6 separate regions of the Mus musculus genome follow, and all the other regions are linked to region 6. Evidence: chromatin contacts called from public Micro-C and promoter capture Hi-C data. All regions are on one chromosome and are shown on one strand. Each heading gives the region's core, a stretch centred on a gene start, on an enhancer-like site or on the middle of the called end of the contact. The rest is flanking DNA. Distances are from core to core; before and after follow the strand shown.

What was found. Promoter capture Hi-C pulls out the DNA fragments that hold promoters and counts their contacts. A called contact is a pair of places that touch in the nucleus more often than the background predicts.
Region 1: a contact with region 6 is called in a promoter capture Hi-C map of pre-B cells, with 2.1 times the contacts expected there. The contact joins the promoter of Spin1 here to the promoter of Auh in region 6. A contact is called at or near these places in 1 of 39 promoter capture datasets (pre-B cells) and 2 of 484 Hi-C or Micro-C datasets (CD4 T cells and CD8 T cells).
Region 2: a promoter capture Hi-C map of pre-B cells shows a contact between it and region 6, with 11 times the contacts expected there. The contact joins the promoter of Gadd45g here to the promoter of Auh in region 6. A contact is called at or near these places in 12 of 39 promoter capture datasets (the C10 cell line, the HPC-7 cell line, HPC-7-derived erythroid cells and 7 more), 4 of 484 Hi-C or Micro-C datasets (B cells, the G1E-ER4 cell line and pre-B cells), 3 of 115 datasets of contacts at active chromatin or transcription factors (astrocytes, forebrain and large pre-B cells) and 2 of 9 other capture datasets (liver and pancreatic islet).
Region 3: a contact with region 6 is called in a Micro-C map of the G1E-ER4 cell line, with 3 times the contacts expected there. The contact joins the promoter of Sfxn1 here to the promoter of Auh in region 6. A contact is called at or near these places in 1 of 39 promoter capture datasets (liver) and 2 of 484 Hi-C or Micro-C datasets (both in the G1E-ER4 cell line).
Region 4: a contact with region 6 is called in a promoter capture Hi-C map of pre-B cells, with 4 times the contacts expected there. The contact joins the promoter of Secisbp2 here to the promoter of Auh in region 6. A contact is called at or near these places in 9 of 39 promoter capture datasets (the C10 cell line, HPC-7-derived erythroid cells, cranial neural crest and 5 more), 3 of 484 Hi-C or Micro-C datasets (CD4 T cells and pre-B cells), 2 of 115 datasets of contacts at active chromatin or transcription factors (embryonic stem cells and large pre-B cells) and 1 of 9 other capture datasets (liver).
Region 5: a contact with region 6 is called in a promoter capture Hi-C map of pre-B cells, with 2.3 times the contacts expected there. The contact joins the promoter of Sema4d here to the promoter of Auh in region 6. A contact is called at or near these places in 3 of 39 promoter capture datasets (liver, neutrophils and pre-B cells) and 3 of 115 datasets of contacts at active chromatin or transcription factors (the 230-238 cell line, astrocytes and regulatory T cell precursor).

The regions. Positions count from the first base shown.
Region 1 is chr13:51,099,022-51,102,615 of GRCm38.p6, reverse strand. Spin1 (spindlin 1) reads right to left here and starts at 1,736. Exons shown (of 6, transcript NM_146043.4): 1 at 1,626-1,736. 9430083A17Rik (RIKEN cDNA 9430083A17 gene) reads left to right here and starts at 1,889. Exons shown (of 1, transcript NR_029463.1): 1 at 1,889-3,594.
Region 2 is chr13:51,844,702-51,848,478 of GRCm38.p6, reverse strand. Gadd45g (growth arrest and DNA-damage-inducible 45 gamma) reads right to left here and starts at 1,804. Exons shown (of 4, transcript NM_011817.2): 1 at 1,647-1,804; 2 at 1,026-1,127; 3 at 710-923; 4 at 4-610. The coding sequence starts at 1,699. The coding sequence ends at 500.
Region 3 is chr13:54,069,785-54,073,698 of GRCm38.p6, reverse strand. Sfxn1 (sideroflexin 1) reads right to left here and starts at 1,854. Exons shown (of 11, transcript NM_027324.5): 1 at 1,767-1,854.
Region 4 is chr13:51,650,009-51,654,036 of GRCm38.p6, reverse strand. Secisbp2 (SECIS binding protein 2) reads right to left here and starts at 2,329. Exons shown (of 17, transcript NM_029279.2): 1 at 2,217-2,329; 2 at 1,282-1,430. The coding sequence starts at 2,252. Cks2 (CDC28 protein kinase regulatory subunit 2) reads right to left here. Exons shown (of 3, transcript NM_025415.3): 3 at 3,375-3,700. The coding sequence ends at 3,648.
Region 5 is chr13:51,791,398-51,795,208 of GRCm38.p6, reverse strand. Sema4d (sema domain, immunoglobulin domain (Ig), transmembrane domain (TM) and short cytoplasmic domain, (semaphorin) 4D) reads left to right here and starts at 1,531. Exons shown (of 16, transcript NM_013660.5): 1 at 1,531-1,712.
Region 6 is chr13:52,927,903-52,931,866 of GRCm38.p6, reverse strand. Auh (AU RNA binding protein/enoyl-coenzyme A hydratase) reads left to right here and starts at 2,190. Exons shown (of 10, transcript NM_016709.2): 1 at 2,190-2,412. The coding sequence starts at 2,226.

The DNA of each region.
Region 1 (3,594 bases), core at 487-2,986, 1.8 Mb after region 6:
GCACCTCCTTTGAACACTAAAGTGGGCTTGACTAGAGAAATTCCATAGTGAAAATCTATTTTTAAAAAACCTTAAGCATGGCTCAGCGGTTAAGAGCACTCACTGGCTGTTCTTCCAAAGGACCCGTGTTTGATTCCCAGCACTCCCATTGTCTAACTCCAGTCCCGGGAGTTCAGAGCCCTCTTCTGGACTCCTTGAGCACCAGACACACATGTGGTACACAGACAAATATGCAGACAAAACATCCACACACATATATTTCAAAAATCCTAAGTATAAAAAGACAGCCCCTCACTCGATTGTACTCCAGGCGGAAAAAGGAGAGTGGCGCAAGGCCAGTCTAGAGTACAGGAGACCTCATACAAATTCACTTAGACTGAAAGCCTTTTGCTTGATCCATTTCTTAGGCATGTCAAAGTAGGATTTTAAAGCTAATTTCGTTTTACTTATTGAGAGAAACACTACACGTTTTTATAAACATAGCAGGCTACGTTAATACACAATTACCAAATCTGATAACGGACATCCTGTAAATCGTGTTCACCCATTAACTAATACTGAAGGGGTTAAAAAGGCTAAAGATGTGCCTCTTCTATCTTTCCAAAATTTCACCACCTCAGAAGTGCGCTCAGGATGTATAGGTAAAAAAACGTCTAAGATCCGGTTTCATTTTCACTCTCTAACAAAAGCTATGCAGAAGGCAATTACTCTCCATCAATCCTTTCAGGCTGCAGCTTCTTCCAGAAAATTCCAAGGAAAGTTAGTGAGGCATTCGCATTTCGATACGGATACCATCTTTCTCGCTAGTCACACTAAAATCCTTTACAACACTTGAACGAATCTTGTATTGCTTTTGGATGTACACGATAAATAAACAAGCCTTTAAACCAGAAGTAAGACTGCACGCGCGCGCGCACACACACACACACACACAGAGAGAAAAATCCTTACAAAACCCGAAACCCAATTCATAGACCATCGAAACCAAATCAATATAAAAACAATTGCGTAAACAAACTTTGAGATGCGCAGGCAACGTCGTGGATGACTGAAGCCATTTCTCAACCCGACACCCCCCGCCTCCCGGAAAGGCCCAGAACGCACCATCCGTGCAGGAAGCCGCCAGGGACCGCGACCCCCGGCGCTGCGCAGTATCCGCACCGCACATCTATCGGGCGCATTCGGGGAGGCAAACCCAAGGTCACGCAGGCCCGCGCCCCGAGCCCCCCAGGCAGGGCGTCACCGGGATGACCCGTCGCGGGGGTCCCGCCACGCCCCTCCCCCGCCCGGTTACGCAATGCCCCCGCCCCCGCCCCCCGCCCGGCACGGAACAAAGCGCGCGGGAAGCGGCCGCGGGGCTGGGGCAGGGACCCCGCGAGCGCCATGTTGGCGGGGGCGGCGGGGACCGGGCGGGGGCGACGAACAAAGGAACTCGCGCACGCCCCGGCCCCAGCCCGCCGCGCCCCGGCCCCACCGAGCCCGGCCGGCAGGGGGCGCTGAGGGGCGCCGCCCGCGGACAATGCGCCCGGGGCCCCGCGGGCTATGCTCACCTGGGTCCGCGCGCCGTGAGAGGCCCACTCGCTTCCCCCCTCACGGCCCTGCAGCCAGCCCCACGCGCGTCTCACCTGTCGGCCACCGAGGCTGCCCACGGGGCCGCCGTGGTTCGCTCGTGCTCCCCGCCGGCCCAGCCCGAGCCAGACGGCGCCTCCCCACCCCCGCTCCTCGCCGCGGCCGCCGCCCGCCCCCCGGCCGCCACGGCGCACGCGCACTGCGCCCGCCGAACTGCGACGGCCGCGCCGCCCCGGCGCCCGGCGCCGCCGGACGCACTGCGCAGGCGCGGGTGGGAGGCGGGCCCTGGCGGCGGGGGCGGGGCCTGGCGCTGCTCACCTGGAGGGTGGGGCGCGCACCCGGAGCGGCGAGGTACACGCTGGGGAGCCGCGGGCCTGGCGTAGAGCCGGCCTCTCTTACAAGCGGAGCAGGGTCGGGAAGACGAACGGAGAGTAGCGGGCGTTGGTATTTACTCTTGCACGGGAGGACGGCTTCCAGGAGCTATCCTGACTCTTTGTCCTGGGACCTTACGTCTGCTGTCTCGGGTAGCTGCCTGGCTAGCTGCGGAGATGCAGGAGGCTAGGTCACATGACCGTGCGCCGCGCAGGTGCACTTTCCTGCGGAGCAGCAGCTTTGGACTGCAGGACGCGAGCCCTTTAAAAATATGGATAGGCTCCCCCATGCTCCCTTGAAGACACACCGCCTTGCTGTACGCCGCACTGCGCAGTGGCTGAGGAACTAGGCTCAGCTTGCAAAGCTCAGGGCCTCCTGCGAACACCTGCTGAGGGTGGCTGCTGCAAACACCTAGCCTTGGCCTAGCTGCAGCCGCTGCTCTAGAAGTCACCCCGGGCTCCTCGCGAGGCTGCAAGCCAAGACTTCCCACGATCGCACGAGAATCCGTGCGACTCTGGTTCCAGTTAAGATCGCCTATTGAGGATCTGTTTGGCTGTGGGCAAGGAAAGAGAGAAAAAGAAAACGTCCGGGATGGTTTGGTTTGAGGGGAAGTGAAATACGGGACCTGAAGCTTCGTCTGGGTCTCCTTCCCTCCTTTAACCCAGTGTCTGGATCCAGGCGGTCACCGACCTGGTTCCTCGAGTGCTGTAGCACTGCCGCATTGTAATAAGCCTCCTGCCAGAGTGTTGCCAGGTCGAATTACAAGACGTTATTGGAAAGCCCTTTGCGCACTCCAAACCTGCAGCACGGCTCTTAGTTCGCTGTGCTCTTTGGGATTCCATTGGCACTTTTTTTTTTTTTTTCAAAATAAGATTGATATGTGCCTGCTCAAATTAAAATGCTTGTCTCAGATGACATTCTTGGCAGGAGCAACGTAGTCACAGACCGAAGAGAGGGCTAATTTCAGTAGAGATGCAGCCAGCCTGGAGATCACTGAGAGAAGATTAGCTTTTGTTGTGTTTAATGTTTGATCGTGGAGGCTGACAGGAACAAGGAAGGGTGTGATAGGGAAGGAGGCTGGAGTGACAGTATGGAACACTTCCGTTTCCTTGGTGACACGCCTGGTTTTTTTTGGTTTGTTTTTTTTTTTCTGTTCTCTAGAGGAACAGAACTTACAAAATGAATATATACATATGGAAAGAGTATGTATTAGAATACCTCACAGGCTTTGATCAAGTTAGTCCAGCAATGGCTGTCTACCCACAGAAGGTCCAGGAATTCAGTAGTTGTTCAGTACTGAAAGCTGAATGTCTCATCTGGTCTTCAGCATACGCTGGAATCTCAAGCAGGCTATAATGTGAGTGAAGGAATGGACTTGCTAGTGAGACAGCAAAGAGCAAAAACTTCCTTATTCCGTGTCCTTTAAATAAGCTGCCAACAAGTGTGCCCCAGATTAAAGGTATGTCTTCCTACCTCAGAAGATCCACATTAACCGTGTCTCTTCCCACCTCAAAAGGTCTGGATTAAAGGTATATTTTTTTTACCTCAAAGATCCATATCAAATGGTTTAATTAAGCAGAAATCCATCACTGGTGGGCCCATCCATTTTGGAGTTTTGATTCCTGATGTCAAGTTGACAAAAATGGCCTTCAC
Region 2 (3,777 bases), core at 555-3,054, 1.1 Mb after region 6:
AAGTTTGTTTCAATAAGTTTATTGTGATATTCAAAGCTTCCACGATAGCGTCCTTTAGAAAATGAAAGCATTGCCCGGGATCCGTTTTTTGAAAGAGCAGTGCAGTCGGCTAAGTCCAGCTCGCTCCTGCAGTGGCCGCTCCTGCCGCTGTACCAAGTCCAGGCGGTCGCCTGCCTTTCTTTCCCCTCCTTTCACTGGAAGGCTGCTTGCTGAGTCACACCTGCCTCGCTGGTCGGTTCTTCCCGGCCCTGGGGCCAACGTCCTCGCCTAGGCCTTCCTGTGCTAGCAGCCTCTCCGGACACTGGCAGAGTCCTGGGCTCGGAACAAGGTGTCCCCGCTGCCGCCAGACCCCCTTCTTGGGAGGCCGCGCTCCTCGCTCTCCAGGCAACATCGCCTGCCAGTCTCCACGCGCACTCGAGCGCCCTCGGAGGGCCACTCCAGAGCCAGCAGCGCGCTAGAGTGTCACCAAGTCGATCAGACCAAGGTCCCTGCCAGGCTGTCACTCGGGAAGGGTGATGCTGGGCACCCAGTCGTTGAAGCTGCGGCTCTCCTCGCAGAACAAACTGAGCTTCTCCAAGGCAGGGTCCTTCCATGTGTCCTCATTAGGATTCTGAATTTAAAAAAAAAAAAAATACATGGGTCAGCCATGCTTGTCGTTGGCCAGGATGGTTTGGGGGACTGGCGTAGGGAAACAGTGGGGGACACTCACCGAAATGAGGATGCAATGCAGGTCTCCCGGCGCGCCCCCCTCTTCGTCGGCGCCCACGATCGCCGCCAGCCTCTGCACGTCTCCCACGCGCACGATATCAATGTCGTTCTCACAGCAGAACGCCTGAATCAACGTGAAATGGATCTGCAGCGCTATGTCGCCCTCATCTTCTTCATCGGCAGCCAGCACGCAAAAGGTCACATTGTCAGGGTCCCTGCAGAGCAGATGGGAAGGACAAGGTCAGAGTCGATGCCACCCCCAGGTCTCCGCGCCGCGCCAACCCCAATCCCTGCACGCGGGGCCTTTCTACACTCACACATTCAGGACTTTGGCGGACTCGTAGACGCCAGCGGTCAGACAGCCCTGGCGCTGCGCCGACAGCAGAAGTTCGTGCAGTGCTTTCCCGGCGCCCTGCATCCTGTGAAAGAACAAGCGCCGTGAGTGGGGACCAGCACGGGGACGCGACGGAGAGATCCCTGCCCTGACCTCCAAGTCCCAGCTGGCCCCTTAGCCTAGACCTGCCTGGCGCCAGCATTCCTGCCTCCCAACTCCAACCTGGCGCCCACACACCAGGATCCCCAGTCCCGACCTGGCGCCCACACACCCGGATCCCCAGTCCCGACCTGACGCCCACACCTCTGGCACCCTAGTCATGATCTGGCGCCCTCATTCCCCATCACCCAGTCTCGACCTGGCGCCTGCACTCCCAGTTCCCTACTTCTGATCTGGCGCCCGTATATCAGGCTCCCCAACTACGATCAGGTGCTGGCACCCCAAACTCTAGCTCTAGACACGAATCGAATGCAGTAATTCTGGTCCCGCGCCTCGGCACCTCACAGCCAGACAGTGCACGGCTCCCACCCTGCAAACTTCTATCCTAGAGGACCCTGTAAGACCACTACCAGACAAGGCCAACTCTCGGCACCCCAAAACCCACCTGGCTGTGCTTTCCGGAACTGTATCCTGGCCACGGACTTCTTCCAGAGTCATTGTGCGATCCACGAACAGCAAGTTATCCAAAAGAGTGCGGAGGGAACCCGAGCGCAGGTAAAGATTCCCAGAGTCCGATGCGCGCCCACCACCAGCGAGTGCGCCAGGCTGGGCCGGGAGAGCCCTTTTATAGACAGGCTCGGCGCGCCGCCGCCAGCTGGCGGGAGGCTGCACTCCCATTGGCCAGCGCCCGCTTTCTGATGCAAATGAGGCGGCAGGCCTGCGGCTCGTGCCAGAAGGCCACGTGGGGAGGGGTGCGGGGGATGACACAGCCTCAAATCTGCCGCTTTTGTCAGGGTGTTACCAGGCAGACTGGAGCCTGCAGATTTCATCTCGCCTTTCTTTTTTTGTAAGTCCTTAAAAGGAAAAAGTTTAAAAAAAAAGTACGTTGTTTGCTGATACGATACTGGAATTTGTAGAATGCACACTTGGAGAATGTAAAAGCCCCCTCTTTTTTTTTTTTTTTTTGCTCTTTTTTTTTTTTTTTTTTTTGCGACCTTTCTAATTTTTCCTCAATTTTCAGTTTGAAGTTTATAGGGTTGTTACATCGAAACCGAAACTTAAAGTCAAAGGTTTGCAACTGCAGCTGACATTAGGCCTAGGCTGCCACTAGGGACTCAGGACTCTGCGCCTTTCGGGGTCGCGGCTGCAAGGTCTAAGCCCTCCCATCCCCCACCCCTACCCCTAGCAGATCGCTGTGGGACGCGGGCAGCAGGGACCAGCAGATTGCTGCCGGCACACGCGGCTCGTTTGCATTTCTATACGGGGCACACAAAAGAGGAGGTCTGGCGTGTGGCAGTTCGCGGTGGGGACAATCGACGCTTTCTCTTTCATAGCAACACTGTCCACCTGCCGCCGGTGGGGTGGGCCGAGCCCCGTCGGGAGCCGGGGTCGCGGGGTTGCCCGGCGCGTGGGGGTCGGAGCAGCGTGCCGCTCCCCCGCCACTGGGTGCGCACCTCTTAGGCTTATTCTGACTGCTGGGATTCTGATGCACGCGTGCTAAGCTCGAGAGTGAGCTGTACACCAAGGCTACTGTGCCCCAAACCCCAGAGGTTCCGGGGTTCAGACTCCGGGAACTCGGCTGTTCCACATTGTTTTTCCCAGGGCGCCGCCTACCGGCCGACCTAGAAAAATCCAGATCCTCTCATCCACCCACCAAATATTGCCTCGCGTTGACCTCTCAGGGGGGTTTGAGCTGGGACACCCCAAGCACCGAGAACCCTGTGCTATTATGCGCATCATTTAGAATCAGGGTAACGCCTGCACCGGGCGCCCGGGCCTGGAGACCGAAAGGAGCCTGCCACCCAGGACCAAGAATCCGTTTGTCTTATGAGAATTTGAAATATTTCAACTACTTAAAAATGTTTCTTCAAGAGGTTCTTTTCTGATAACGTAATAAAATTAGAAGTGATCTTGAGAGCTTTCTGAACTTATCGTTTGTCCCGTGGGACCTGCACATCAGGCTTCCAGACTGCTCGCCCGCAGAACACGACACTGTGGGCGTCTGCGTCTCTCTGTGCTAACACAGAAAAGTGTGCTAGGGGACTTCTGGAGATTCTTGAGTGAAGCCTGGGAGACTGGATAGGGCAAAGGGCGTTCATGAAGCTTGCCAGACTGAGGCAAAACTCACACACACCCACACACCCACCCACACACACACACACACACAGACACACACACACACAGACACAGAGAGAGAGAGAGAGAGAGAGAGAGAGAGAGAGAGAAGAGAGAGAGAGAGAGAGAGAGAGAGAGAGAGAGAGAGAGAGAGTGGATTTTCTCCTTTCTACTGGAGCGTTCTCCAGGTGGGTGGTGAATATAGATCATTCAGTGTTAATTTTTGAACTCCTTAAAGGACGTTTTTGCTGCAAGGGGAAGCTGCTTGTTTGCCAACGCCAAAGGCTAGGCGAGGGGCCGGCGTTTTGCGCCTCCCAGAGGCTGCATTGAGAACTGCAGGTGTCGGCCCTGTGGTTCCTCTGCAAGGTCTCTCAGATTCTTAACACCCCTTCCTACTAAAATACGTTTTAAGTGATGGAAACAGGGTTTCTCATCCTGGCTGTCCTGGAACTCACTCTGTA
Region 3 (3,914 bases), core at 605-3,104, 1.1 Mb before region 6:
GAGGACCTGAATTTGCCACATCTGGCAGTTTGCCACTGTGGGTAACTCCAATTCCAGGGGGGGGGGGGGCTGATGCCCTCTTCTGGCCTCTAAAGAGCACTTGCACCCAGACATATACTACATATATACTACTACTACTACTACTACTACTACTACTACTACTACTACTACTCCTCCTCCTCCTACACACACACACACACACACACACACACACACACACACACACACACAGTTTAGATAAAAGAGAAAGTGGCCCCACTGCTTTATGAGTCCTTTTGGCCTGGCTGTCTTCACAGCTTTCTTGGCAGAAGTTAGGAGGGGAAAGGGGATGCTTCCTCTCAGCCAGCTTTTGCTGCACACCCCGGGATAGTTTCACCAAACTTTTACAGAAAACTAAGCACAACTCTCTCCATTTTGCAGACCTTTGGCTGCACCCTTGAGTACACAGATGGAGCAATTCCTTATCAGAGCTGGGTGGGAATTAACAAACTCTTCCCAAACACTGTTATTGCTGTGAATGTGACAACCTCAGTCCTGGGAGGGGGGTGGGGTGGGGGGTGGGGAGGGGTGGCCTGAGGTTCTGGGACTTCCTGCTGAACTTCCATTTGTCCTCTAAACAGCTCTCCTTCACACAGCAAGCCTGAGTCCAGCATTCTAAGACCCACAAAGTCCTCTTCTTTACCTCAGTGCTCGCCTCTCTACTCCTGCCTCTGCCTGGAACAAGGACGGAGAGAAAAATCTAGGCAGTGGTTTTCAACCTTCCTAATGCTGTAGCCTTTAATACATGGTTTAGTGATTCCTCCAACTATGAAATTATTTCGTTGCCATTCCATAAACATAATTTTGCTACTGTTATGAATCGTCATGTAAACTTCTGATATGCAACCACAGTTGAGAGCTGCTGACTAGAGGCACCCAAAGTAGGTGCAGCAGATGAGGGATCAGGAGTGTGAGAAAACTATAAAGGGAGAGTCCCGGGTAAAGGCCCAAATTCTGAAATCCAGCAGAACTACGCTTTTCCACGAGGTCTCTCAATCGTCACATCGTCACTGAGGGACAAAGTGGAAACAATATATATACTCGGATTGCCTGGCTCTTCTCCCTGGCCAGCTGTGACACTTTAGGCAAGTTATTCAAGTTTTAATGCCTCAGTTTTCAAATCTGGATTATGGATTTGGCAGCATTGGATGAATACAAAAGTCAGAGATCTAACTCCGGAGGCACAGACCTTAGTGTGGTCATTGTCATTCTGGAGGCGGTTGAACCTGAGATGATCAGCAGGAACACGATGTGGGAGCTGAGGGTGAGGGTCCCACGGTTCTACCTGGGACACTTCGGTCCCTTGAAGAGATTAAGAGCTGGAGGTCGGCCACCAAGTGATCTCCACGCGGACCTCCGGGTCCCAGCTACTAAGAGCCACCTGGTCACCTGGCAATTGCGCGCGCCCATCCTCGTGGAGACAGTCCCCTGGCAGCCATCTTGGCCGCCTGCACCCAGCATGTTTCGTCACGCGGTGGCTAGGGACGCGTGGCACGGTGCGTGATGCTCCCCTTTCACATCTGTTCCACAAGATCAGTTCCACGCTGAGGCCTCCCTAGCCCCAGTCTAGAGCTGCGGACTCACGAGGTCCCGGGCGTACGTAACCCGCCTCAGGCATACCCCAGCGCGCACAGTGGACCCTACTGGGTCCCCTGCAGCCCCCGAGATTGCGCCATCCCGCGCGCCTCCGGCTCCCCGCGCGCGCTCCGCAGCCCCCCGCCACTCACCGCCTACCCGGCCGCCACCCGCGCCGCTCGGTCCCGTTCGGCGCCGCCTCCAGCTGCCGGAAGCGCCGCGGCCCCGCGCGCCGCCCCCAGGAGCGCGGCCACGACGCGCGCTCACGACGCGCGGCCCCGCCCAGAGGTTCCTGCCTCTGCCTCGGTGTCATTCATGGCTTTGGCTGCTGAGCTCCGCAGTCTGCGCACGCCCCATGTGCCCGCGCTTCTGCTTCTGGCCACACTGAGAACTCCTAAGTTCATCTTAGCCGCAGCCCGGGTCAATGCCACTGTTTTTCAATTTGGTTTTTTTTAGAAGACCACCCATCATCATTGTTCCTCCATTCATTTGGGCTAATGCTTCTTTTTTTTTTTTTTTTTTTTTTTCCATTTTTTATTAGGTATTTTTTTTTTTTTTTTTTTTTAAAGATTTATTTATTTACTATATGTAAGTACACTGTAGCTGTCCTCAGATACTCCAGAAGAAGGCATCAGATTTCGTTACAGATGGTTGTGAGCCACCATGTGGTTGCTGGGATTTGAACTCGGGACCTTCGAAAGAGCAGTCGGCGCTCTTAACCACTGAGCCATCTCGCCAGCCCCTAATGCTTCTTAAAATGGGGGAGCTTGGCACAGCCAGCCCTCTAAGAAAAACTAGACAATACAAGTGCCACCTTCAAAAGAGTCACTGGCTGCTGGACAGAGATGGGACCATAGGGGAGGTGCAGACCAGAGGTCATGAGCTTAGTCAGGTTGGACCTGGTTAGACCAGGTTGGACGATGAGGAGAGAAGCATAGAATCTCGGACGCATTCTGAAGGCCAGCACAATACAACAAATAACGAATTGCATTCTCTGCACAGGTAGATAAATCCCCTCCCCCTTTTTTTAAAGACAGAAATTCTACCCCAAATAACCTCTACAAGCAATGAGATTCCGAACTGAATTTGGATTCTGTGTGTGTGCGCTCACACACACGCGCGCCCATTGAGTGTGTCTGTCTGTATCCCAATAAGGTGACTGTAAAACGTATATGAGAAAACAAAGAGCCCAAAACAGCTAAAACACTTTGAAGGAGTAGATTGTCCTACAGTTACAAACACAGAAGAATGGTAAAAAAGAAAGGATGTGTTTGTACCAGAATCAATGAGGAGCTCCATCCAGCCAATCAGACATCCAGGACAGGCTGAAAAAAAAGGTCACCAGAGGGGAACATGGGGGGTGGGAGTGGGGATCAGGCTTCTACCTTTAGGGGCTTCTACTGTGGGAGACTGGCCCAGAAGGCCCTACTAACATTGTAAAGAAAAGCAGTGCTCCTTCTGAGTGTGGATGATGTGACCAAGGCCACACTGATCAAATTAAATACCCATAGGTCTAAAAGAGCTGTTGCCTTGGAGCCTTCTGATCCACTGCTTCAAGCTCCAGCTGCCTTGACTTCCACTGGGTGATGGACTGTGCTTTCCAACTGTGACCTAAGATAAACTCCTCCTTCCCTTGGGTGGCTTTTGTTGGGATGTTTTATCACAGCAACAGAAAAAGAAACCAAGACAGTCCCCACATTAAAAACTGGTCTAAGCCAAGAAGATAGTTTGTCTGTTACTGCTTTGTCCCATTGCACCGTGCTCGTTAAACATGTCCCTTTATACCTAGTACTGTCTTGCGTGAATTCTTTTACTGCCCAACCTCCCCACCATACCTGTGGCTCCTGAATATACTGCATCACAAGGCAGTAGGATACACTGCCTTAGACAACAGAAAACTAACTCAATTGCAAGTGAATTCATAAAACAAACATGGAGAGCAGAGCTTGGAGCAATATTTCTCAGACATTTTCAATGGTATTCATTATACTCAGAACTTCCATATGTCCTTAGTCTGATTCTAAAGCAGACTGAAAAAGGACTGAGAGAGAAAGCAAAGACCCAATGTCCTGACTGGTTTTCTAATCAACTTGACACATGTTAGAGTCATCAGAGAGGAGGAGTCTTAGTTGAGAAAATACCTCTATAAGATCAGGCTGTAAGCAAGCTGGTGGCACGAATTAATTTTTTAATTCGTCATTGATGGGGGAGGGAGGACCCGCCCATTGTGAGTCATGCCACTCATGGGAGTCTGGCCCTAGGTTCTATGAGAAAGCAGGCCGAACAAGACATGAGGATCA
Region 4 (4,028 bases), core at 1,080-3,579, 1.3 Mb after region 6:
AAAGAATAAAAGAACAATTGAGGAAAGACCCAACTTCTGCCACAGGCTTCCGCATGCAAGTGCACACATGTGCATTTACCACACATACCCCCCCCACATATGCACGCACACCCACCTACCCACCCACCCACCCACCCATCCAAACAGGACCTCTTTTTTTCTTCCTGCAAAGAATACTGCTGATTTTTTTTTTTCCGAGACAGGGTTTCTCTGTGTAGCCCTGGCTGTCCTGGAACTCACTCTGTAGACCAGGCTGGCCTCGAACGCAGAAATCCGCCTGCCTCTGTCTCCCAAGTGCCAGGATTAAAGGTGTGGGCCAAAACTGCCTGGCTACTGATAGAGTTGAACGAATGAACTAGGACCAGGGTAACAGAGCTCAACGGTAGATAGCCTTCATAAAACGCACAAGGCCGTGGCTTCCTCCTATGGCACCACAGAAAAGGTAATCTCAAGTAAAAAGTAAGTTCAGATGCCATGGCAGCACAGCAAGGGCATGCTCCCACAGTTTTGCAGCCGACTGCTGGTTTAGTACCTGACAGTGTCTCAGCAACCTAGACACAACAGCCGAAAGGCCATTCCCTTGGCTGAGGAGTTGCACTACAGCCTGCACAGTCTTCCTCCAGTCCTGCCCTTTCAGCCCCTCACATCCTGCACTATGCTGCCCAGAAGGCCAGAGTACAAAGAGGATCCTGCACACCACGGAGGCCAGGAGCCGTAAAAGATGGGCACCTTGGTAATTATTCAGTAGACTGGGGATTGACCCTGAGGCCTTGTGTTTGACAGAAAGAGCTGCACCACGGAGCTCTGTCACTGGAGACAGGGTCTCGCTAAGTTGTCCAGCCTGGCATGTTATCTATCTGATCCTTCATCCATCTGTCCTTTTCCCATTTACCCTTCCTTCTTGCCGTTTCTTTTCCCAATACAAATGTGAATTTGTTTGGTTCTGTCTTGCTTTGGTAGCTCTGAAGATCAAGCCCAGGGCCTGACAAATGGCAAAGCAGCATCCTCAGTCCCTACACGCGTGAACCAGTATCAACTGTAAACAAATGACCCTGCAACTGTACTTTCTAAGTTCCGTAGTGTCGGTCCCTTCCTGGATGAAGTTTTTGCACAGAATTTAGTCAGGCTACAGAGCCCAATCTTTGCTGGTTGAAGAGCCTCCTTTCCTCACCTGCAAGCCGTCCTGTAAGATGTTATGTATGTTTCAGTGTGTGAGGCTCTAATCACTACCTCTGGGAGAGAAACCCTCTGCATGAGGCAAGGCATCGAGAAAATACATACTCAGCTGCTGGTGGTTCCTGTACAAATGGATAGTAGGTGGCCGCACAGCCTGGGAAGACACGTGTCTCTGAGGACTCTGACCACGCCACGTTGAGCCCAGCAAACTTAGGGACGAATGGTTTGACATCAGCTGACAACTTGATGCTATCCTGAGGATGAGAGGGTGGGGATGGGCTTTAACGCTCCTGAGATTCGCCAAATGCCATCAAATACAAACCACAAGAAAGGTGCGCCATTCTGATAGGCCCATTGGTGATTACAAAGGTGCAGTGCAAAGACAAAAATGTGTTTGGCAACAATATCTCCCTGATGTTTTTATTATTAAAAAAAAAAAAAAGGTTACTGGACCTTACATGTGAAAAAAGGACAATGAATTAAAGTCGAAGGAAACCCCAACCTTGTTATATAACAAGAACCACAACTCGGAATGCTTCTGAGGATTTAAACTTGAAGATAGTTATTTTTACCTCTTCCATCTTTATACATGAGATATATAAGAACCCTGTACCTAGTGTCGCTAAACTATACCCAAAGGACGCTCAAAGTTATTATGTAAAACACACCGCTGACATTTATTGCCATCTAACTTCTCAACAAAAATCACCACATATTTCATCTGTAGTTAGTAAACCACACGGAACCTCTGAGAGAAAAATCATCCCACAGCCATGAGCCCTTGGAACGCAGAGTATGGGTTATTCTGACAACTTTTATCACCGCGTTTGGCCAATTTAGAGTGGATTTCTGGGACGGCCGGCGCGCCATCTAGCGGTCATGGCAGGCGCGGACGCGGGTGCGAGGTGCCCGAGGCCGTAGGTAGCCTATGTGTTATCATTTCGCTGGCCGAACCGTGAGAGGGTGGTCAAGCCCCCCATCCCCGAACCTCAGGCCCGGCGGCCCCGCGCGTGTGCCTAGACCCGCAGCCCGCCCCTTACCTCGCCGTCCGGCTCCCGCGGCCGCTCCGACGCCATGGCGGCCACGGAAGAGCCCGCGCCGTGAAGCTAGCGGCGCGCCTAACCAACGACTCAGCGTTTCCGCCTTCCTGCGCGGCGGCGCCAGGACGTACGTCACCGAGGCGCGACGGAGGCCTTCCCTGCCGGAAGTGCTCGGCGTCCCGGGCCTCCGGAGCCGCACGTGGAAGACTGGGGCAGCGACAGCTCTAGGGGGTGGCTTGTGGTGGGCCAGGAAGGGCGCGGCTGAGCTCTTACGTGGGGCGGGCTTGGTGATGTGACACTAGGGGAGGCCAGGCTCTGGGCGCCCGCACTGATGCAGTGCAGGAGGGAGACTCCTAGTAAGAGTGAGGCCGGCAGACCTGCTCAGTGGTGAGCTTCCAGGAGCATCTGCTCCTGTGGAGTTTCTAGTAGGATGTCATGGCGGGTGCCTGCAGGCAGATGAAGAACCTTGGAACTAAGAGGAGTCAAATGTTTAGCTATGTGAGACTTCTGCTGGGGCCTGGACAACAGGAAGCTCTCGCAAAACACAACTCCAAAATGAAACCAAGAGCACAGAAACAGGTCGAAGGACAGAAAAAGGTCGCCTGCAATGTGGGGGCATTTGGCAAACAGGCCTTGGAGTCAGTCTGTAGGGTTAGAATTAAACACCAGCCCTTTTTTTCAAGCAAGACACCAGTGCCAGTTCATGGTCAGTAGCCCTGTTAGGTCTAGTGTATCCCACACATGGAAGGCTGTGGCTCTGTAGTGTTTACTGTGTTCAATGAGAAATCACCCCTGCTAATGTCTAACTACAGTCTTGTTTCTGGCCACTCATACTTTTTTTTATGGCTATCCACTGATGTGTGCTTAATTTCTTGGTTCACACAAGATGCACGAATGTGGCACCTGAACTTTTAAGATACTTTTCTCTGAAACCACTAGACTTTTTGTAGACTTGTGGACACTATCAAGCGGTGGGTTTTTCTGTTCACTTGCAGAATCCAAAGTTATTTAGGAAGTAAACTGGCAATAAAGCTGTAATATCCTCATTTGGAGCTTAATATTTCTTTTTCAAGTATGTTTATTTTCTTATATTTCTTTTTCAAGTATGTTTATTTTCCCCAGGGGTAAAAATAATCAAGTCAAATTAATTTCAACAATGGTGATATAAATGCAATATACAAACTTTATTTAACAAAACAGGTAAAATAAAACAGGCATTTATATTAAGAAAAAACTACAAGAAACTATCTTGAACAACTTAAAACAACCCTACTTGCAGTTGCATTTGACTGAGCTCTGTTGCTGTGAAGAATACAGCGCATGCACAGGTATGGATGAAAGGTTTGTACACTTTTCAAGTATTCACTGAATACTACCTTATATACACATATACATTAAATTTGAAAAAGATTAGATGATCCCAGCTGCACTTCATTTTTGTTGTTCTTTTGGAAGAGGTCGTCTAAAGAGAAGAATATGCGGTTCTGTGGAAAGAAAATATTAAGTTCCATGTCACTATTTGAAGTATTCAAAATGAATTGTCGGTGTAATAAATAGTAAATGCGGACAAACTCGTATAATAGCATTGTTCTACCATTTTATCCTTTGACCGACTCTGGAAAATAATTTCTACCTGCAAAATCATTTTCAGTGAAGAGAAATGTAATCTCTTTGAAAAAAGAACAGCTAATTCAAGTCAGCTGCTGGATCTCAGGCTAATTCACATCCAAATAAATAAATTGATGCCATACACACTTAGCTAAGAAAGGGTTGTTCTAGTCAAACCAGATCTCTGGGGGGTGAGGGGGGGGG
Region 5 (3,811 bases), core at 282-2,781, 1.1 Mb after region 6:
GTAACTGTAATTTTGCTACTGTTATGAATTATAATGTAAATATCTGTGTTCTCCAATGGTCTTAGGTGACCCCTGTGAACAAGACCTTCGAATTCCCACCCTCAAAGGGTTCTTGACCCACAGGTTGAGAAACACAGCCCTAGAGCAAAGACAACCGACCCTCCTCTGGTTGGTTCTACTGTTTTGACCTCTAGTAGGCCTATTGTGCTCTCTGAGCCAGCACTGACTGGCACACCTAACCTGAAGAAGCTTCCTGGTTCTTTCTAGGACCTTCTATCCTTTAGGAAGGGCTTGCTCAGTTTAACTGCTGTCAGCTGCCTGCCTTCCCAACAGCCTCATCCCTGCTGGAAGCCCCTAAGGGCCTTCTGGAATTCAGGAAGCCACCAGTCTGCCTAGAGACTGGTCTTGATCTATTTCTTGGTTCTTCCGGCAGGTTCATTAAGGAACTGGGTTTCCTTTTAGGGAGGGACTGTGTCTCTGGGCAGCACTTCCCACCTGGCCAGTTACTGTGTGAACTGAGGGTCACTTCTCCCTTCAAGGGCAGAAAAGGACATGCCCTGTGGCTGCAGTGTGTGTGTGTGTCTGTGTGTGTGTACCCATGCAATATGCCATGAGGTCAACCCAGGTGTTGTCCACTTAGTTTTAGGAGACAGGGTCCCTTACTGAAATCTGAGTCTGACTTCGGATTAAGTAAGGCAGGCTGGCTGGCCAGTGAACTCCATCCAGGGTTCCACCAATAGTCTCTGCCTCAACACTGGGATTACAACAAAGCACCACTGTCTGGGTTTTTTTTTAATCATAGGTTCTGGAGCACCAACCTCAGAAAGCATGTTAAGGACCTGGCTATGTCTACCCTTTGTACCAACCAACTTCGGAAGGCCCAGAATTAGTTAGAAATGTATCTCATCGGGAGCTGCATACAGGAAGCCTTGGTCCATGGGAAGAACCACCCACACCTTGCATTGAGAACCCCAAAGGGTCTATCCTAGATCATAAAGGTAAGAGCCCAGCATCTCTGGGGTCAACGCTGGTGACCCCAGAGCATGGGGCACAGGAGACTTTGGGGACCTGGACGAGCAGGCTGGATCATTAGGAGGCTGAAAGGATCAAAAGGCTCCTTTTGCTGGTAATCTCCTCTGTTTTCAAGAGACCAGACTTGGGTAGGAAAGAGCCCCTGGGGTCTGGACCATGGGGCTTTGGGGGATGGGGGACGGGGGGGGGGGGACACGGGGGAAGAGGACGAGGGAGTTGGATGAAAAGAGGAAGAGGTGGTGGAAGGTAAATGGGGAAGGAAAGGAAGGGAGGGAGAAAGGAAACAAGAGGGGAGCAGGAGAAAAAGACTGGGGTAGGTGAAGACAGGGGCGGGGCGCGGGAGGGCAAGGAAGAAGGGAGAGAGGTTGGGGTGAGAGGAGGGACTAGGAGGAAGGGGGAGGGGCGAAGGGAGGGAAGAGACGGGAGGGGGAGGGGAGGAGGCGGGAAGGGAGGGAGAGGGGGTGGGGCCTGCACGCTAGCCCCGCGCCCTCCTTCCCCACGCCGGCCTCCGCTCCCTCTCGCGCCGCAGCATCTCCGCGCGTCTCCCGGCCTCCCCGACTCAAGCTCCTGGCGCCGTTCGCCTCTGTCGTCGCTGCCACCAACGCCGCCGCCATTCTTGGCGCGGAGCTGGCCTGGCCAGCCCCCGCCGAGAGCCTCCGCGGGTCGGACGCGCGCTCCAGGTAAGCGACTGGGCCGGCGCGGGAGGAGCGCGCGCGGGGTTGGGCAGGTGCGCGGAGCGCGGCGAGCCCCCGCGGTAAACCTAGGAACCCTGTTGGAGCCTCTCCTGCGACCCCCTCGGGGCTCCCAGGATCCCTCTCCGAGCTTCTTCCCCAGGTTCTCCCACACCGCTAGGACCTAGTCTGCATTCCCACCTGGATGCCCCCGGACTCCCTCTGCGTTCGCATCAGGATCCTTTGGGTCCCCTCTGAGTCCCATCCGGATTCCTCACCCCCCTCTACATTTCCACCGCGTTTTCCAGACCCTCTCTGCAGTTCCACCCCAGCCCGGATCTCTCTCCGGCGTCCCTTCCCTAGCTCCCGCCAGGCCCTGGCAGGCAGGTGGCTGGAGCAGGGACACGGGACAGGCAGCGGATGCGACTTGACCAGCCAGGCCCTGCACGCTGGGACCCCCGGGTGCTGACTCCTTGATCGGTGCCTCCCAGGTCAGGCCCGGTGCCCGTAGCCGGGCTCCCAGCCCCGGCCTAACCAGCTTCTATTTCGGTCTCCCAGGCCTTGGCTCGGGTGCACCGGATGTGGCGCGGTGCACTCAGACAGGTGCGGCCGCGGTGAGGTTGCCACCGCCGGGCAGTGGGCACTGCAAGGCGGTGGCTTCCTGGAAGATTCGGGCTGCGTTATTCTAGAACCGCCCGGAACCACCACCAGCTTTAGCTCGAGCTGCACCTGTTGCTGGCGCCCGATGATTTGCAGGGGGCTGGTTCTGTTGGGGCTCAGCCAGTTATGGCTTGGGGAAAAAAATCAGCCAAAAAACAAAACAGCGCTGAGCACGTAGCTGCCCTCTATATGTTTTCTGTTTAGTCTCTCTGTGGGTGAATGTGGAGTTTTGGCTTTCAATGAAGCATGTGGTGAAGGCCTGCCCCTACATACTGGGTCATTTGCCACATGAACTTGTCCTGCTTTTGTTTTGAAAACCCTCACTGTGTGGAGCACAGCCCAGGCCCGTGGGTGGCCCAACCTCTCACTGGACTGGGGGCCTGTAGCCAGCCATCTGACCCAGCTGTGGGTCTACCAGGCGCTACCAAACGGAAGTTTCCTTCCCAGGAGGGTGAAGTGACACCAGCGGTCTGTCACTTCATATGTGCCCCTGGCGTCTGACTTGTCTCTTGTCTGCCCAGGCAGGCAGGGTTATTTGGGAATGTTTACAGTGTCCCAGAAGCAGGCAGTCTTGGGCAGAGGTGGGGGTAGATCCCGGTAGCGACTATAATGGCCTGATTGTCATTTTGACCGTTGCTGTCTGTGTGCATCACGTCAGAGCGATCATCTGTTGAGAAGCGGAATGGATAGAATAGTGAGCAGGGATGTTGGTGTGGGCAAAGCTTGTCTTTCCTGACCATAAGACTCAGTTAGGTCTGGCTGGTCCACACAGCAAGTAAACCAAAGAAACAGACACACGTTGCCTATACCAGTTGTGGCATTGCCGTTCTTGCACGATGGATGTGCGACCTGGAGCCAGGGCAAGAGTCAGAGGCTGCCTTCCTGTGATGGGCTTGTTTAAGTCTGTCCTTTGAAATGGAGCTGCGAAGTCCCTCTGTCTATAGACTCCAATGACTTCTGGCTGTCATTGTGTGCCTTACAGAGACTCCTCCCCAGTGGTTGGAGTCTTGGCAGGTGGCTGCCTGCCCTGGACTGAGGGATGAGGTGCCTGGTGTGGACCGTGCTGCCTCAGGAATCCAGGGGGTCTGGGGCCAGGGCAGTGTGTCTGGTGACATCATCCACTTGTGGACAGTTGCTTCTCTAGGCTGTCTTTTATGGACAGTGTCCAAGGAGGCCTTTCCCACCCCAGGCATGGTGTGTGGTGGGCCAGGGCTATGGGAATGGGTGCTAATGGACAGCATGATCAATAATGCATCTCAAAGATCAATGGTTTTCTTTAGCCATTTGAGGTGTTTCTAGAGGGAGCCTGCCCTGGGAGGGCTAGGAAGGCTGAGGAGGGGGACAGTTTCCTTTGATTCGATTATGTTTAGGGTGAGCTTAGAGCCAGGGACCCTGGGTTTGAGCCCTCCAGAACATCTTCACTATACCAGAAGAGGATTTGGAATTTC
Region 6 (3,964 bases), core at 941-3,440:
ATGCATATGTGTGTGTGACTGTCCAAGTGTGCACACATGCATGTGTATGTGAATGTCTAAGTGTGCACAATGTGTGTGAAGGCCCGAGGACCTCCACACCCTGAAGTGGTGTGCCACTTCGCCTGGCTGTTCATTTGTGCCCTTTGAGATTTTCTTTGTAATGAGCCCGCCGTGGACATAAAAGGCTTACATCACTTCTGTGAGGTACTCTGAGAAAAGAATGACCCCGAGGAAAGGGTGGTGGGAGCTGGTGCAGAGTTGGTTGGTCAGAAATATGGGAGGCCTCGGATCTCTAGTTGGTGGCTAACCTGGGCAGTGTTGGGTGGCCTCATATAAAAAGCCAATTGGCCAAATAAACAAACTGGGGAAAACCCAAAGCCTTCCCAGTGCAATGAAGTCTTATAATTTGATGTTGTCTCTGCATCTGTCTTGGACATGAACTCACCTCTCTTACCGCTGAGGTGGGCCCCAGTCACCCTGATGCAGTTGGTTTTCAGTTCTCTGCCTCCCTGGTTCTTAATTTGCTCAATTTGGATGTCTGTCTTGCCTTCACTGGGAGAGCCTGAAGCACTGTCCTCACTGATTGTCACACCCTATGTTGACTGCCAGGGAGGCAGGGAGGCAGGGATGCAGAGAGGCAGGGATGCAGGGATGCAGGGAGGCAGGGATGCAGGGAGGCAGGGATGCAGGGAGGCAGGGAGGCAGGGAAGCAGGGAGGCAGGGATGCAGGGATGACCCTCTCACCATAGCCGGACTCCAGGGGCTTGCTCTAAACCCACCAATTAGAAGCCACCATGCTGGCTGGCTTTCATCCTTAATCAAGTGCTCTCTCTCCCTACTCCCTCTTCCTCTTGCTCCTTTCTCCTCCCTTCTCCCCCCACCCCTATCTCTCCCACTAGTTGGCCTCCCTTTTACCCCGACACCTCCTTTCTGCCTAGAAATTTCAAAACTAAGTTGGAGAAACAGTAACAGTAACAATCTCAACGCTTAGCGAAAGGAACATTGCGATTAGAAAAAAAGACACAATGTAACTTTCAAGAGCAACAACCTCCCCAGCGAGCAGACACTCAGGATTCCACTGGCTCTCTTCCGTTTGGACCAAAGCCAGCAGGCAGAACACCGAAGGGACATGTGCTTCGGACGTTGAAGGTAATTATACAGAATCTCTTTTTCTTTCTTTTTAAAATAGTGATTTCTTTTTCTGGGCTTTAGTGGTCTGCCTGCTTGTTTGCGTGAGGGTGCCAGATCCTCTGGAACTTGATTTACAGACAACTTTGTGCTGCCATGCAGGTGTGGGGAATTGAACTTGGGGGTCCTCCGGAAGAGCAGCAAGTGCTCTTTACCACTGAGCCATCTCTCTAGTCCTTATACCGGAATTTATATGGCCAGAGTGTAATTTGCTTGTCTGGAAGGACAGGGAATACTCTAAGGAGACATTCTATCTCTTCCTTTAGATTCAGACTAGGAAGGCTCGCTCCTCAGGGAACTGGAAAACCTCCACTCCCAACCCCCCCCCCGCCCCCCCCCCCAGTGGAGAAGGAAAAGCTTAAATTTCTCACAGATAGTGCTGGGTCAAAGATGAAAGGGACCACACATTAACTTGGGCCTGGCTATGCATGATTTTGGTTCTCTACTTCAACTTGTGTGAGGCTTCTGTCTAAAGATAAGTTCCTCCTCTGACTGGTCCTAAACTTCCCCATCTTCACCTGGGATTCAGGGAAGAGAGGAGGGAGTCCCCACTGTTTTTTTTTTTTTTTTTTTCTTTTTGAGACAGGGTTTCTCTGTCTCTGTCAGACCAGGCTGGCCTCTGCCTCCCAAGTGCTGGGACTAAAGGTGTGTGCCACCACCGCCAGGTGGGAGTCCCCACTGTTAAAGACCTTGTGGATTTTAACAATCTGATGATACACAGAGGAGGGGAACAAGGGTCTGTCTTTCGAGTATCTTCCTTCCTTCCGGGATGGTCAGTCACAAGCCTACTATGGACCAAGTGCATGGAGGCAAGACCCTCTTGTCCTCTTCATTTAAGCGTTTCCACACTTTAAAGATGCCTCTCCTTCTCTGAGCTGGCAAAACATTAATGCTACCCGGGCGGCCGAGGTAAAGAGTGCCTGGGAGGGGCCAGACAACGAGGGGCGGGGCCAAAGCGACCGACGCCTGTCGTGTGCGTGCGCGGCTCCAAGCGGGGGGCGGAGCCTGGCCGCGGGCGCCCGCTGTAAACATACAACATGGCGGCGGCGGCTCCAGGCGCTCTGGGCGCCTTGAGAACGGTTGGCGTCCGCCTGGTGGCCGCGTGCTGCGCGCGGCTCGGCCCCGCGGCCTGGGCTAGGGGTACCGCCCCGAGGAGGGGCTACAGCTCGGAGGTGAAGACGGAGGATGAGTTGCGCGTGCGGCACCTGGAGGAGGAGAACCGAGGTGAGCTGCAGGCAAGCGCGGGCGAGGCCGCGGAGGTCTGCCCCGGCTGTCACTGCGTCCCCGAGGGTACGGTGGCCTTCCGGGTTCAGCCTGCTCAGTGATGATGCTCGCGCCTGGGGTCTCTCCAGCCAAGGTCAATGCGGAGCGTGTAGTACAGGGCCAGGGTTGCTTCTTGCTGTGTAATAGCTCCCTGCTACCCCAGGCGTCAGTGCGAGAGTTGTAGGAGCTGCAGCGGGGATGCCTTTTTATTACTCGAGAGAAGCTTAAATTAGAAGCATTCTTTTGCACATATTATCTCGGAGAGTTAGTTTTGGGGGGCTGTTGCACTTCACTTAAAGAATTTTGAACGCTTTTTAAATTTTTTGCCTTGCTGAGCTCCGTGGGGGGTAAATAATGAGGCTATTCATCTTGCCCTTGGGCTGATTACAGTGGGAGGAGACAGATATATTAGTGCATGGCAAAGGGTGGAAAGCTATGAAAAGGTAAGATGCAGAGGAATATTGAGTTTCCTTTAGTTGCAGTGTCGGCTTAACTATAGTGATTGAGAAGGTGGAAGAACGTATTGCCCAAGAAGGAAGAGAGGACCACTGAATGCATTTTGACATCCATTTATTGGATGCTGGAATCTGTTAAGAAGTGGAAAATAAGTCAGTATGGCTGTCTTTTTAGAAGCTCTCCTGTGTATTGAAGGTCAGATGACGCTTGCTTCAAGGCTTGTTGAGAACCCCGAAATGCCTGCAGGGTTTATCTCTCACTGTTATAACCTAGGCTGCCCTGGAAGTTAAGATCCCCAGATTTAAGAGTGCTGGGATCACAGGGCTGAACCACAGTGTCTACTCCAAGGCATTCTGTAGGCAACACGAGACTGACAGTTCTGACGCAAAGTTCCCTGTGCTCCACCCATCGAATATATCAAGCAGAATGATAGGCACTCCATGAGGTGGTTGTGGAGATGGGAAGGATACTGTGTATTGAGGGTTGAGCAGCCTCTGCAGGGCGCTCAGAAGTATGCGGAGTCATTTTGTTTCTTGCACGTTCAAGCCTTCTGAGACAGCGGAATGGTCAAAATGATGGAGATATTTATTTGGGAAATGACAGAAGACAAGTATGGTGTGACAGAGTTGTAGGAAGCTAAGCTGGGGCCTTAGAGGCCTGGAATCATTAAAGCCTTGGATGCCAGTCTTTTTGGGTAAGCTTAGTTTTGCTGGCGTTTCAGTTATGTTATATGCTCCGGGGGTGTGTTACTTATGAAGGGGTTGGGAGCGTTGTTAGCTGTATGTATATGCTTTAGTGGGTGTTCGTGTGTGTTTGTACGCACATTCACACAGAACTTCCTGGAAGTCTTTAAGTTGGGATGCGATTGGACTGCAGGGGAAGATACAGCCCTTGGAAGATTATTTAATATTTCGATAAACTGTAATGTTTATCTTGAAGGCAGATATCAGTAATTAGGACATCCTGGCCTAACGACTGACCCAGCATCCTTTTGAGGATTGGCAGAAGTGACGGTGCAGGCTTTGCTTTCTTTTTATGTCTGAGCCAACTTATAAGT